Regions from separate parts of the Sus scrofa genome. Here region 2 is linked to region 1. Evidence: chromatin contacts called from public HiChIP or PLAC-seq data. All regions are on one chromosome and are shown on one strand. Each heading gives the region's core, a stretch centred on a gene start, on an enhancer-like site or on the middle of the called end of the contact. The rest is flanking DNA. Distances are from core to core; before and after follow the strand shown. Region 1 has its middle 32 kb from the start of SMPDL3A. Region 2 holds the start of HSF2 (heat shock factor protein 2).

Region 1 (6,057 bases), core at 1,317-3,816:
TTTAGCAGTTCAAATTCTTTCCAATTCTGACAACAGGATGACTCCTAGTCTTGGTTAATTATTCTTCATGAAATATTTATGGAATTCCTCCTACATCTTAGTTGCTGTTTTAGGTACAGGGGAAAGTACCAGTGGCAATATGGTGAGCTGTTAGACAGATGTTATTTGACACTGAAGTTCAACCTAAGACACAGAAGGCATATAGAATGAACTTAAAATTTTAAAGCTTTATCAGTTCAATATATTTTAATATCTATAAGTTGATCATTAAGGAAATTAAAGTTCTTAAATAATACTGTACAACTTTCAAAATAATAATTCTTTAGGTCTTTAATGTTAAAAAAGGATTTTAGCCCACCTACACATTATTTATGCACAGAGTTGACTCAGAAAGATTAAGGAAGCTGCTCAAGGGATATGCCCAAGTAAGTAAAGAAGCTGAAACTCAACCCACACCTTCTGACTCCAAGTTTAGTACTATTTCCATTATACTAGTCAAATTTGCAGTTTCCAGCACTTTCCACGTTGATGTATAATTCATTATGTTCACAGGGCAACAGATAACAAATTCTTCTACTAAAACAATTTCAGTTGTTTCACAATTGAGTTAGACAGTAGATTTTTTCCAAGACTGTCAGTATTTCAAAATACATTTATTCAGTAACCTCTTGCCACTTTCCTGTTCTAGATCTCAGAATCAACATTCTTCTGAGGCTACATGCCTTTTTATGAGGAAACACTCACTTGGTTGCTGATGAGTTGAAAATACAACCAAGGCTTCCTGATGTAGTCTTGACCTGCTTCATTAAACTAAAACTTCTGTTTTATATTTTGATTTCCTTTTTCTCCTGACCAAGATATAGAAATCATGTAAGAGTTTATCCTTTTTCTATTAACTTTTCAAGTATAAGAGTTTTTTTTTTCAATTGATTTTTTATATGCTAAATGAATCATTGCTTTCAATATGTTGCTTGAAATCTTTTTTTGTCTTTTTTTTTTTTCTTTTGGGGCTAAACGCGTGGCATATGGAAGGTCCAAGGCCAGGAATCAAATCCGAGTTGCAGCTGTGGCTTATACCACAGCTGTCGCAACGCTGGATCCTTAACCCACTTCACTGGGCCAGGGATCAAACCAGCACCTCAGCAGTGGCCTGAGCCACCGCAGAGGCACCCAAGATCCTTAACCCTCTGTGCCACAATGGGACCTCCTATCTTTTCCTTTTTAGAGTTCATTATATATTTAACTAAGTTCAGTCAATTCACCCACATGCACCTACACACACATAGTAAGGTACTGTCATGAGAGGAAAGAATTTTCACTCAAAAATGAGAAATGACAGCATCCAAACCTTTTATATTTTCTACTAATATAACTTTTTCAAAAGATATTGAAGTGATTTTTTAACCATCACATAATAATTATTCCAAGCAAGTACAACAATGGATGCTGAAACTTGGATGAAAGTTTGAAGAGGAACAATATATTGCATCATCGTATTGCTACAGATTACAAATTGATTATCAAAGTTAAAATAGTAGCTTCATAGTCCAGAAACCTGGCAGATGCTATCTCAACCAAGTACTCATAGTCACATGTCACTGATAAATAAGTGAGCTTCCTATTGTGATCAACTAATGATATATACTTCTGCCTGAATGACATAAAATAAACATACACATAAGGAAACATCAGACAAATACACAATGAGGGACATTCTACAAGACAACTGGATAGTAATCTTCAAAAAGGTCAATGTCATGTAAGAAAAAGAAAGATTGAGGAATCATTTCAGATTAAAGGAGACTAAAGAGACTCGGCAAGTAAATGGAATGCAAAGTCCTGGACTGGGACAAAAATTTCCATAACGAATATTACATGGATAATTGGTGAATAATGAAAATAAGCTGTATATTTTATAATATTGCATTACGTAAAACCTCATAAATTTGATAATTGTATGTGGTTATGTAAGAAAATGCCTTTGTTCTTGGAATAAATGCTGTGATATTTAGGAGGTAAAAGGTATGATGTTCGCAACTAACAAACAGTTTAGGTAAAAAACTAGCACTCACACACACCAACATGCATACCTATGTCTGTATACATATACAGATATATACACATAAAATAAAATGTTGAAAAGTAAAATAAAATGTGAAAAAGTTAATTCAAGGAAAACTTCCAAGCTGAAAACCAAAACAAAATGAAGCAAAAGAAAGTGAAAGTTATTAAAGCCACAACTGTTGTTTTTTTCTTCAGTCTGTCTTAAAAAAATACTGGCATGCTTAAATCAAGTCTAAAGATCAGGGGCAACATTTTGGAGGTTGTTTTATTTATGCCCTTCTTACTATCTAAAATGTCCATTTTTTGCTTCAGTGACATCAGCTATTTCTTAATTGTTTTAGGTAGCTTATAAAATTTTACACACAACGTGACTTAGTTATGTCATCTTGAGCTTTTTTCACTCTCTTGCTATACTCACCATTTAGGCAGACTGTTTTGTTGCTGTAATACAGGGAACCTTTTGATCTCATACCACTCCATCCCTGGTGCCTTTATGTAATCTCCATTCACACTGCATGTTTAGCATTGCCTGTCATGAGGCTGCCTGAACCATGGTAACCCCTTGTAACTCAGTAAACAATGGAAAATAGATGGATCATTCTTTCTAGCAGCATGTTGTGAGGTAATTGGCTTTCATTACAGGCTTTCTTGTGGAGGGGATAGGGATTAGATGCTATAAACACAGGGTAGAATATATCTGCTCTCCCTAAAGGCCAAGTTCAAGGCTATATGAATCATTCTTACTTTCTCACAACTGTTTTTCAGTTTCTTTCTGAGCCTTTAAAACAGACGACTCCTCTTAGCATGGCTTCTTGCCATTTTCAACATCTCTCTTAAGGGATTCTCATTCCTCTATTTAAATGATCATAAAGAAAATATTTCTTTCTTTCATGTGTTAATGCAGCAATGAGTAGCTAGAAGCGATATGACTACAAGTTACATTTTCCTGGGAAGAAAAGACTACTTCTCTCACATTTTCCTTTGGAGCTTAGAGGAAAAAGAAAACAAAAAGCTTTCTTTTGTGTGTGTGGTTGTGATTACCAAATGCCTTACACAAAAATCAATCAAATGCACTAATATATATATATATATATATTTAAATTTTAGTGTTTTTATTGAGTAAACTGGCAATTTATAATGAAGGAATTTACTCAGGACCACTGTAAACAGTATGTTCATGTTATCAGTGACCCGGATTATTTTCATCATTTCCTGGTGCTTCTTGTTGCTATGACATCACTTTGTCTGAAAGAAATGCTCTCTTTAGCAACAGGAAATTTTTGACACACTTGGTTTCTGATGGAGAGTTTTCAGGCAGATTTAATCAGTCATCTGTGTCTCTTTTACTATTAAATACACTACAAGCATTTTCCCTTTGCTGCATTTCTCTTTGAAGCATTTTTTTTTTTTTTAATTTGTTCTGGGGGTGAAGTTTGGCTGTGCCTATGGCATGTTTAAGTTCCTGAGCCGGGGATCTGAACCTGAGCCACAGCAGTAACCCAAGCCACTGCAGTGACAATGCCAGATCCTTAACCTACTGCACCACAAGAGAACTCCAGAAATGATTTGAATTTATATTTAAATAGTGGTTTTATTTGGCCAAGGAAAAGCTTGAAAATCCGTCTTTTGTTGCAAATGAAGAAGCTCTTTGGTATGCAGGTAATTGTGAAAAGAATTCCTCTGTGATTTGTAATAAGAAGTTGGGGCCTTGTCCAAAAAGTTCAAGAATTGGCGTGTGTGTGTGTGTGTGTGTGTGTGTGCGCACGTGCATTAGCATTATTTTTGTTTGTCTAAATATAGATGGAAGAGCTTGATGGAATGGAAATTCCTCATATGTATTCTACTTCTAGAATTCTATGACCATAACAACTTTAAGCCTTGAAGACAGTATGCTTACATGCGCAAATAATGCTAAGGCATTCCCTGATGCACTCTGCCCAAAATTTAACTACCTAAGGAAGCACATGAAATAAAAGCATCAAATTCTCTTCCTCTGTCCCAGTCATAATCATGTTTCTCCCACTTTATAAAGAAAAGCATTCTTCTCCTCCATCCAGGATCTTTCTGTGGGTCATGACTCCCCCATGTAAAAATTTACTGGATATCAAATAAAGGGACACTTAAAAATATGACAGTGTCAAGAAAGTGTATATCCTTAATGATTGGACAATTTTTTTTTTTGCAAGTCAGTTGGTTTATAATTCTTTCTAATTTCTAAGTTGAGATATACTGATAGATTATTAAAATAATTTTTTATGATGAATTTTTTATAATTTTTTATGTGGGATTTCATTGAATTCAAGGGATTCAAGGAATAGATGATATTTCTATTTTGAAATTGTTCCCCTACTATTTATGTAAATAATGTTTCTCAGTATGCAATATAAATTCACAAAAAAATGTTCAGCAGTCACCAATATAGCTCAGTGGTTAACGAACCTGACTAGTATCTATGAGGATGCTATTTTAGCCCTGGCCTCAGTCAGCGGATGGGGAAACTGGTGTTGCTGTGGCGGTGGTGTAGGCGGGCACCTGCAGCTCTGACTGGACCCCTAGCCCGGGAACTTCCCTGTGCTGCAGATGCAGCACCAAAAAAGCCAAAAAAAAAAAAAAAAGTACAAAATAAATGCTCATTTTGTTTTATCCAAACATATGATGTATCAACAATATATAAATTAACAGGAAAAAAAGTACCTTCCATATCCTTAACAGATGCCATGGTAAACTACATTATTGGCCCCAAATCTTTATTCTTTCTTCTCTTTGCCTTGAAATCTTGCAGTTACCCCCACAAAAGGCGTAGAGTATATTTCCCAATCCCTTGCCTCTGGTTTGACCTTGTGACTTGCTTTAGCCAATAGGACTAGTGGAAGAGATGGTATTTTAGTTCTGAGACTAGGTTTCAACAGATCTACATGTTTCAACTTTCTTTTTTATGTTTACGTTATGGCCATGGGAAAGAAGTGGCCTGGCCAGGGAACTTGCCCATGGAGGGCATGAGAGGAACACTTAGGAGAATTATTCCAGATAATCTGTCCCAACCAATACCAACTTAGAATAAAGTAGACACCCAGCTACAGACACATGAGCTAGAAAAATAAATTGACTTAATCACTGAGTTTTGGGGTGCCAGCAGCAATTGCTAACCAAAATAAATATTTAATAAATAATAATGTACTTGTGTAATATTGATCAATTTCTGTTAATAATGAAATAAAATCTATAAGACCTGTTTTAGTACTTTAAGCATTATGCCACAGGGAATTAAAAAAAATAATTTATGCATTTATTTTAGTTGAAGAGAAGTCTGATCAAGGATCAATATTTGGGTAAAATGTAAAATTACAACATTTGAGTTAAAATGGAATGCAAATGTGAATTCAAGAAATAAAATGCATGAAACTTTCTGACCATCCAGGAAGAGATGGATCATGTGTTTTCTTTTAATGAATAATGATGGGGAATCAAATTACTATGGTGTTTTGTGCATTAGGGTTCAATCAGAACCTCTTGGGGGGGTCTGTCCATCTACTAACCTATCTCTTTATATGGATTTATCTATTTTTGTAGAATAAGAGATTTTCCACAAGGATTTGATTTGATACAATTTGGGGAACCGGGTAAACAGTTCCTGTGAAGTGGTAGCCTTTGTATCTGGCACAGAGCTTAAAGTCAACAAGGCAGACAGTTGGGAAGGGGAAATAGAGGAAAAGTTGGGAAGAGCAAGTATGAGCAGGACCCCTTCAGCGTGAGCTCGAGCAAGAACAGACTGGGATCTGAGTCAGTCCTCAAAACTTCATGCTGGACGAGGGTGGCCTGTAAGAGAGGGTGGTGCCTTGACCACAGAGCTGAACACAGGCTTGTCCCAGGAGCTAGAGGAGCTGAAGGAGCATGGGAAACAGTTGCCCATCAGGGTGATGATACCTGGCAACAATGCGAATCAGCAGGGAAACAAGGATGCATGAGCCACAAAGTAGCTTCCACTTTGCCACT
Region 2 (6,057 bases), core at 2,533-5,032, 340 kb before region 1:
TAGGAACCATGAGGTTTCTGGTTCGATCCCTGGCTTCACTCAGTGGGTTAAGGATCCGGCGTTGCCATGAGCTGTGGTATAGATTGCAGACATGGCTCAGATCTGGTGTTGCTGTGGCTGTGGCATAGGCTGGCGGCTAAAGCTCCTATTAGACCCTAGCCTGGGAACTTCCATATGCTGCAGGTGTGGCCCTAAAAAGACAAAAAGACAATAAAATAAAATAGAGTAGATGGGAGAAAGAAGCAACTTATTTGATCCTCAAAACCACTCTGAAGTGAGTATAACAGGTATTTTTACTCACATTTTACACATACAAATCTAGGACTTGGAGGTGTCAAGTGATTTGCTGAAGGCCCCATAGGTCATTGCAAATTGAAGAAAATCAACACTTTGTCCGGACAGAAAGGTAGATGGAAACCTCTATGCACTTCTTCACCTTTGGTTTCAGTCTTGCTATCCTTGAAAGTAATAATTACAAGCTAGTCTGATTGCACTGCTGATTCCCCCTTGTTTTGCATAATTGATTAGAGAGAATTTATACAGTCTGAATCGGACACTTTAAAGCATCAAAGTACAACAAAATATGCTTTTCTATTTGCTAGGGAAAGGCTTGGTTCACTCATATTTTCCAATGTTATTCTAAATTTTCTAAATCTTACACTCCAGGCTGCAAATGAGCCATGGAAATATTCCAACTTTCCTAATTTGTAGTCAACAGGAGGCAGTTCAGTTTAAGAAAATGATGTTTTTATCCTCTAACATCATAAACATTTCAAAATTGTTGACTTTGGCTCAAATATGTTTCTTCTGATATTTGTGGGATATTATAGGTGGCAAATACTTGTGAATTAGCTTGATTTGGTCTTCTTCCCTTCTCAGTTTCAGATTTAAGTGCAAATAAGCCAATAAGGATTTTCTTTTCCCCAAAAATATCTCTAATAAATTCTTAAAGTTTTCAAAAAGTTTATTAATTACAATAAATATTAAGGATTATGTTATAAAGAAAACATAGTACTTTAAATTATTCCTGGAAATTCTGGATTTTGTTGAGGAGAAGTGTGAACAGCAGCAAGCCTGTGAAGAATCGTACTTGCCCTTGAAGGAGGAAGGGAATGTCAGATTACTAATTTTTCTTTTACAATTGTGGTTCTCAAATTCTGGACCCAGGGCCAGCAGCATCTGTGTTACCTGGGAACCTTTCAGAAATACAAAATCTTGGCCTGAACCCCAGATCTACTGAGTGGAGCAGGGGATGGGGAAAAGAAGCAGCAGTTTGTTTTTCAGAAGCTCTCCAGATGATTCTGATATAGGCTAAAACTTGAGGCACATTGGTAAAAAAGGAAAAAAAAGCATATGTTTCAGACTGCAAAAGGCATGGTTTCCATTCCAAACACAGCCATTTGATTTTAGACGCACCACCTATTTCCTGGTGTTATCATCATATTAGCTGCTTAATAACTTAACCCTGTGGCTGACCTGATGAGTATTATAACTAATACCTGCTCATTTGTTACATTGATAGTCTCCTGCCTCCAAGTGATTTGGATACAGGATAAAGTTTGAGAGCCACTGATCTATATGTGTAATATATTGGAAGCAGATCAGCTATATCATTTGAGGGACCCAATGCAAAGTGAAAATGCAGGGTCCTTTGTACAAAAATTAAGAATTTCAAGATGGTGATGTGCAGAGCATTAAACCAAGTATGGGGCCCCTATTAAGTATAGGCCTACAACTGCACAGGATGAATGCCCAAAGAGGAGTTTTTGCTTGTACCAAACCACACCACTTAGTTTTGTTTTCAGATAGAAGTAATACGATGCCATGAAAGTAGGCCACATTTCCTCCTCAGACATGATCTCCTGTGCTGTCAGTCAAATAGATTGTGCTTATTAATTTTCCCATCTTTGCTCAGTGTTATGGGATAGTTTTTAGCTATTGAAATGCATTTTTACTTCAAGACCCAACTTAAGTTATCCATCTTCTAAGTCTTGCCTTACTACCTTAACTCATTTAACTCTTGTCTTTCTAAACTTTTCAGTACTTGTTTTATGATATAAATTTAGATCTTTTTAAAAATATTAGTAACTGCTGGTCATTGTGTTCCTCTTGTTTCTTAAGTCAGAGTATGAACATCTGAAGTAGAGATGGGCTTTTGACGATGCAGTGTCATCATCATACAATGAAAAGAGGATGGGCTTTTGAACTCAATAAAGCCTGGCTGTAAACACTCCCTCTTGTTTACTACCTATAATATAGGTAAATTCACTTTGAGTCTCAGAATTTTCATTGGGAAAATGAAGTAAGACCTACTGCACTGGGTTGTTAGGAGGATTAAATTATATATGTAAATCCCTGGGCATATATAAATGCTCAACAAATATTAATTGATTTGTGGAATGTCTCCCTCCATACATTTGATTTTATTTCAGCAAACATATCATTGATGAACACAAAGTTAGTATTCAATATTAGCTCTTTGGAAATCGTGTGTATTTTATTTTTTATTGTATTAGACGTACCTAGGAAATAAATCTATTCTATGTTGAATTTCATATAAACTGTAATTGTTACCTCTAACTTGTTAGTAAATTCTTTTTTTTAAGGCCACACCCATGGTATATGGAAATTCCCAGGCCAGGAATTGAATCCAAGCTGGCAGTGACCGGAGCAGAAGCAGTCATACTCTTTGCCCACTGCCCTGCGATGGAAACTCAGTTTGTAAACTCTTATACTTACATTCTGACTTTTGCAAAAAAAAAATTTCTGTACATTTATTTTGTACAATTTTTTTGTACAATTCTTTATATATTCAAAGTATTTTCACACCTACTATATTATTAATGTTATCTCACAGGGGTGAAAGAGTTTTACTCCTAATAAAGAGATGGTAAATATTGGCACAGACAGATTAAGGGATTTCTCTAAATTACATACTACCAGTAAAATCTAATATCCATTAATGTTTCCTAAATCAGATATGCTGACTCCTTCTGTAATATTTTCTCCACTATACCAAATCTGTAAAGGACATAACACAAAAAGGACAATTATTTTAAGAATATACCTGTAAATTATCTAACGGAACAGTTATTTTGATTGAGACGCTTTCTTTTTATGCTGACCACATAGTGAGCATTCTGTGTCTGTCAAATTAAACAGCATGCAAGGTGCCTATTACAATTCTTGATTCACTGTAGTATGTGTTCAGTAAAGAGTGAGTTATTAAATTCCTCTTTTTGATAAACGCATTCTAAAGGAACAATTTTTTCCCAATGAAAATTAAAAGACAAGGTTCATTATTTTCAAGACCGTTTCAACTTCGGGCCTAGCAAATCACGCTTAAAAGCTGTTTTTCCCGCATGTGAATTATTACTCTCCTTCCCCCTGCCTGACCGAGGCAACCACACTTTGCCTACCAAACTTATGACTCAAAGGCCCCTGAGGACTTTTTGTAGCCTTCCAGCCAAAACCCAAGCACCCAAAGCCGCTTCCACGTGAAACAACCAAACACACTCCCCTGCCCCTAAGGTCAGCTACAGCGAGAGCTTCTGTATAAAAGGCGAATGAAAAGGCAGCGCCCCCCTTTTAATCCCACCCCTCCACGTCTGCAGTATCCAATCACTTTTCTTTGTCGTGAGTTCAGCGCCTGGGATTGGCTGCGAACGGAACCGGCGCGGGACCAGTGCGCACAGGCCGAGCGGGGAGACTTGTCCATCACGTGCGGCCGCCCGGCCACCCCGCCTCACTGCACGCCTGGCGGGGCCGGGGGGGCGGGGCCCGGGAGCTGCTGCGCCTGCGTTGTGGGCGTTCTCGGGGAGCAGCTGCCGCCGCCGCCACCGCCGCCGCCGCCGACGCCGTCGCTACCGCCGCGTTCGGGTGTAGAATTTGGAATCCCTGCTCCTCGTTAACAATGAAGCAGAGTTCGAACGTGCCAGCTTTCCTCAGCAAGCTGTGGACGCTTGTGGAGGAAACCCACACCAACGAGTTCATCACCTGGAGTCAGGTAAGGGTGAGGGCACGGCGGCCTCCGAACCCCCTGACTAACCTCCTCTCTCGCTCGCTCCAGCGGGGTTGTCTCTCGCGGCCTGCGGCTCGACTCCCTCTGCGAGGCCCGCGGCGCGGGGGATGGCGGGGTGGCGCGGGCCTCGGCGTGCGGCCTCGCGGGGGACCCCGGTATTGTTCGCTCGGGTAGCCGCCGGGGTCCGGACCGGCGCCGCTGGCTCAGGCCGCGGTGGGGGAGGGGCGGCCCGCGCGGGGCGCCGCTGCCCGGGAGACCCCGTAACGGTCCGGCCAGGCGGCGTTCGGAACCCGGCCTGCTGAACGCGGGCGGCCGATGAGACGCGGGGGCCACGTTACTGCACACTCATCCTCCGTCCTCCCGCCCGGCTCGCGGGCTGTAGCTCAATGAGGGCACCGGCAGCTCTGCCCGAGATCTTCACCGCGGGGTTTTTCTGAGGCGGTCGTTACCACCGCGACCTGATTCTTGCCCCCAAAACAGACACTCAGCGCGCCTCGCGCATCGGCTCTTTAGGACAGCAGTCAGAGAAGGAGGCAATTGTGTAAACGCAGGTTCCTGCTTATCAGGAGGTTTAAAAATATTATATAGAAAATGGTACATTATTCACGGGAGATCCCGAGCCATTGATATAAGCGCATTTTTAGGATTATTTTAATAAAAGTGTCCACAGACAGGTGTTCAGTAACAGAGTGAAGAGCTAAATTTCACCGGACGGTTGCCAGCAGTGTGGTGTATAGATGCCGTGATCATTGGTTAGATCCTAATTGTGCCACAAAACAAGGATGACCTTAATCAAGATCCCTGTCTTGTCTGGCCCAAGTGTCATCCTCCGTAAGATGAACGGGTTGCTTAGGTGATCCAAGACCCCCTTTAGTTCCAAATGCTAAGATTCTAATTAGAGTGATTATTACATAAACTGCGCTTACGTTAGAATACACTCTTAAGCTCTTGGAATCATTTTGTGAAGGGGAGCGGAGTTTTCTTACTGTAGATCATCTGTTTGGGATGTTATCTTGTTTAGAGGTCTGGAAAAAAGTGAAAACTACCTGCACAATGCCTAGCACCTGTTAAGTGCTGAGTAAATGTTTCCTTTTCTTCTCCCTTTCTTTTCGGTTCCTTTCCTATTATAGGAACCTTAAGTTTTATTACTTAACTTTTATGGTAATAGGGAGCACTATATTGAGTATGTGAAGTTTTGACTACTATAACAGCATATTCTGCCTTATATTGCTGTCAGTTTTTAATTTTCTTTATCTCCCTCTAGGACTCAGTTTTCTTGAAGGTCAGTATCATCGATTGAATGTTGTTTGTTAAACATTCGATGAGTTCTGTAAAGTTGTACTAAGAATGGTGAAAATAAGGAATCCAGTCACCAGTATACACTTAAAAATAAAAAATGTCTCATGCTCTTCATCAGTCATAAGGATTAAAAGTTGACAAGAATGGATCAGCACAGATTGCTATTACTCAGCAGAGTTAGGGTTTGGACTAAGAGTCTCCCCACTCCCAAGCTGACTTTTATCATACCTATCTTGTTTTTATTGCCTAGGAATGGTCCCTAAATATATTTGTAATTGGTTTTAATTAAGGGATATTTTGTCAGTGGCAGGTCTAATAAGATCTGATAGCCAAAATATTTTAAAATATTCTTCTTTAATGGGCAATATCAAATGTGGAGAGTTTCATACTAATCCATAAGTGCATCACTTTATGAATTCTAACTGAAATAAGCCACTTAAAATCACTCTTACTTTTCCCATTTTTTAAGTCTAAACTTATGTTTTAGCTATTTATTTTGTAAAACATAATAGGACAATTAAAGTATAAATTCAATGAAGGCAGGGAATGTATTTGTGCCAAGGGACCCAGTAGGTACTTAATAAATGTTTGATGAAGCAGTGAAATTCTTGGAATAAGTAATGGAAATGAGGAATGATAAAGTTAGAATTAGGCTTGAAAATCTCCAAGATCATCTGGTTTGGTCTTAGCCTTATGTGGATGAGGATTTGAGGCTTAGACAGGTTAGATTATTTATC

Evidence for each region. HiChIP or PLAC-seq counts read pairs in DNA pulled down with a chosen protein or histone mark.
Region 2: a contact with region 1 is called in an H3K27ac HiChIP or PLAC-seq map of alveolar macrophages. The contact joins the promoter of HSF2 here to the enhancer-like site in region 1. A contact is called at or near these places in 10 of 47 Hi-C or Micro-C datasets (alveolar macrophages, embryonic fibroblasts, fetal heart ventricle and 6 more) and 1 of 2 datasets of contacts at active chromatin or transcription factors (alveolar macrophages).

The regions. Positions count from the first base shown.
Region 1 is chr1:39,834,005-39,840,061 of Sscrofa11.1, reverse strand. No RefSeq gene overlaps it. Among named protein-coding and RNA genes, the nearest start is that of SMPDL3A, 32 kb to the left of the region's middle. Within about 2 kb of position 2,566, at least 25 of the 83 cell types and tissues checked have an H3K27ac peak or open chromatin away from gene starts, as enhancers often do. A contact at or near this core is called in alveolar macrophages, embryonic fibroblasts, retroperitoneal adipose tissue and 1 more, where this site is marked.
Region 2 is chr1:40,178,033-40,184,089 of Sscrofa11.1, reverse strand. It overlaps HSF2 (heat shock factor protein 2), which reads left to right and starts at 3,782. Exons shown (of 13, transcript XM_005659227.3): 1 at 3,782-4,006. The coding sequence starts at 3,914.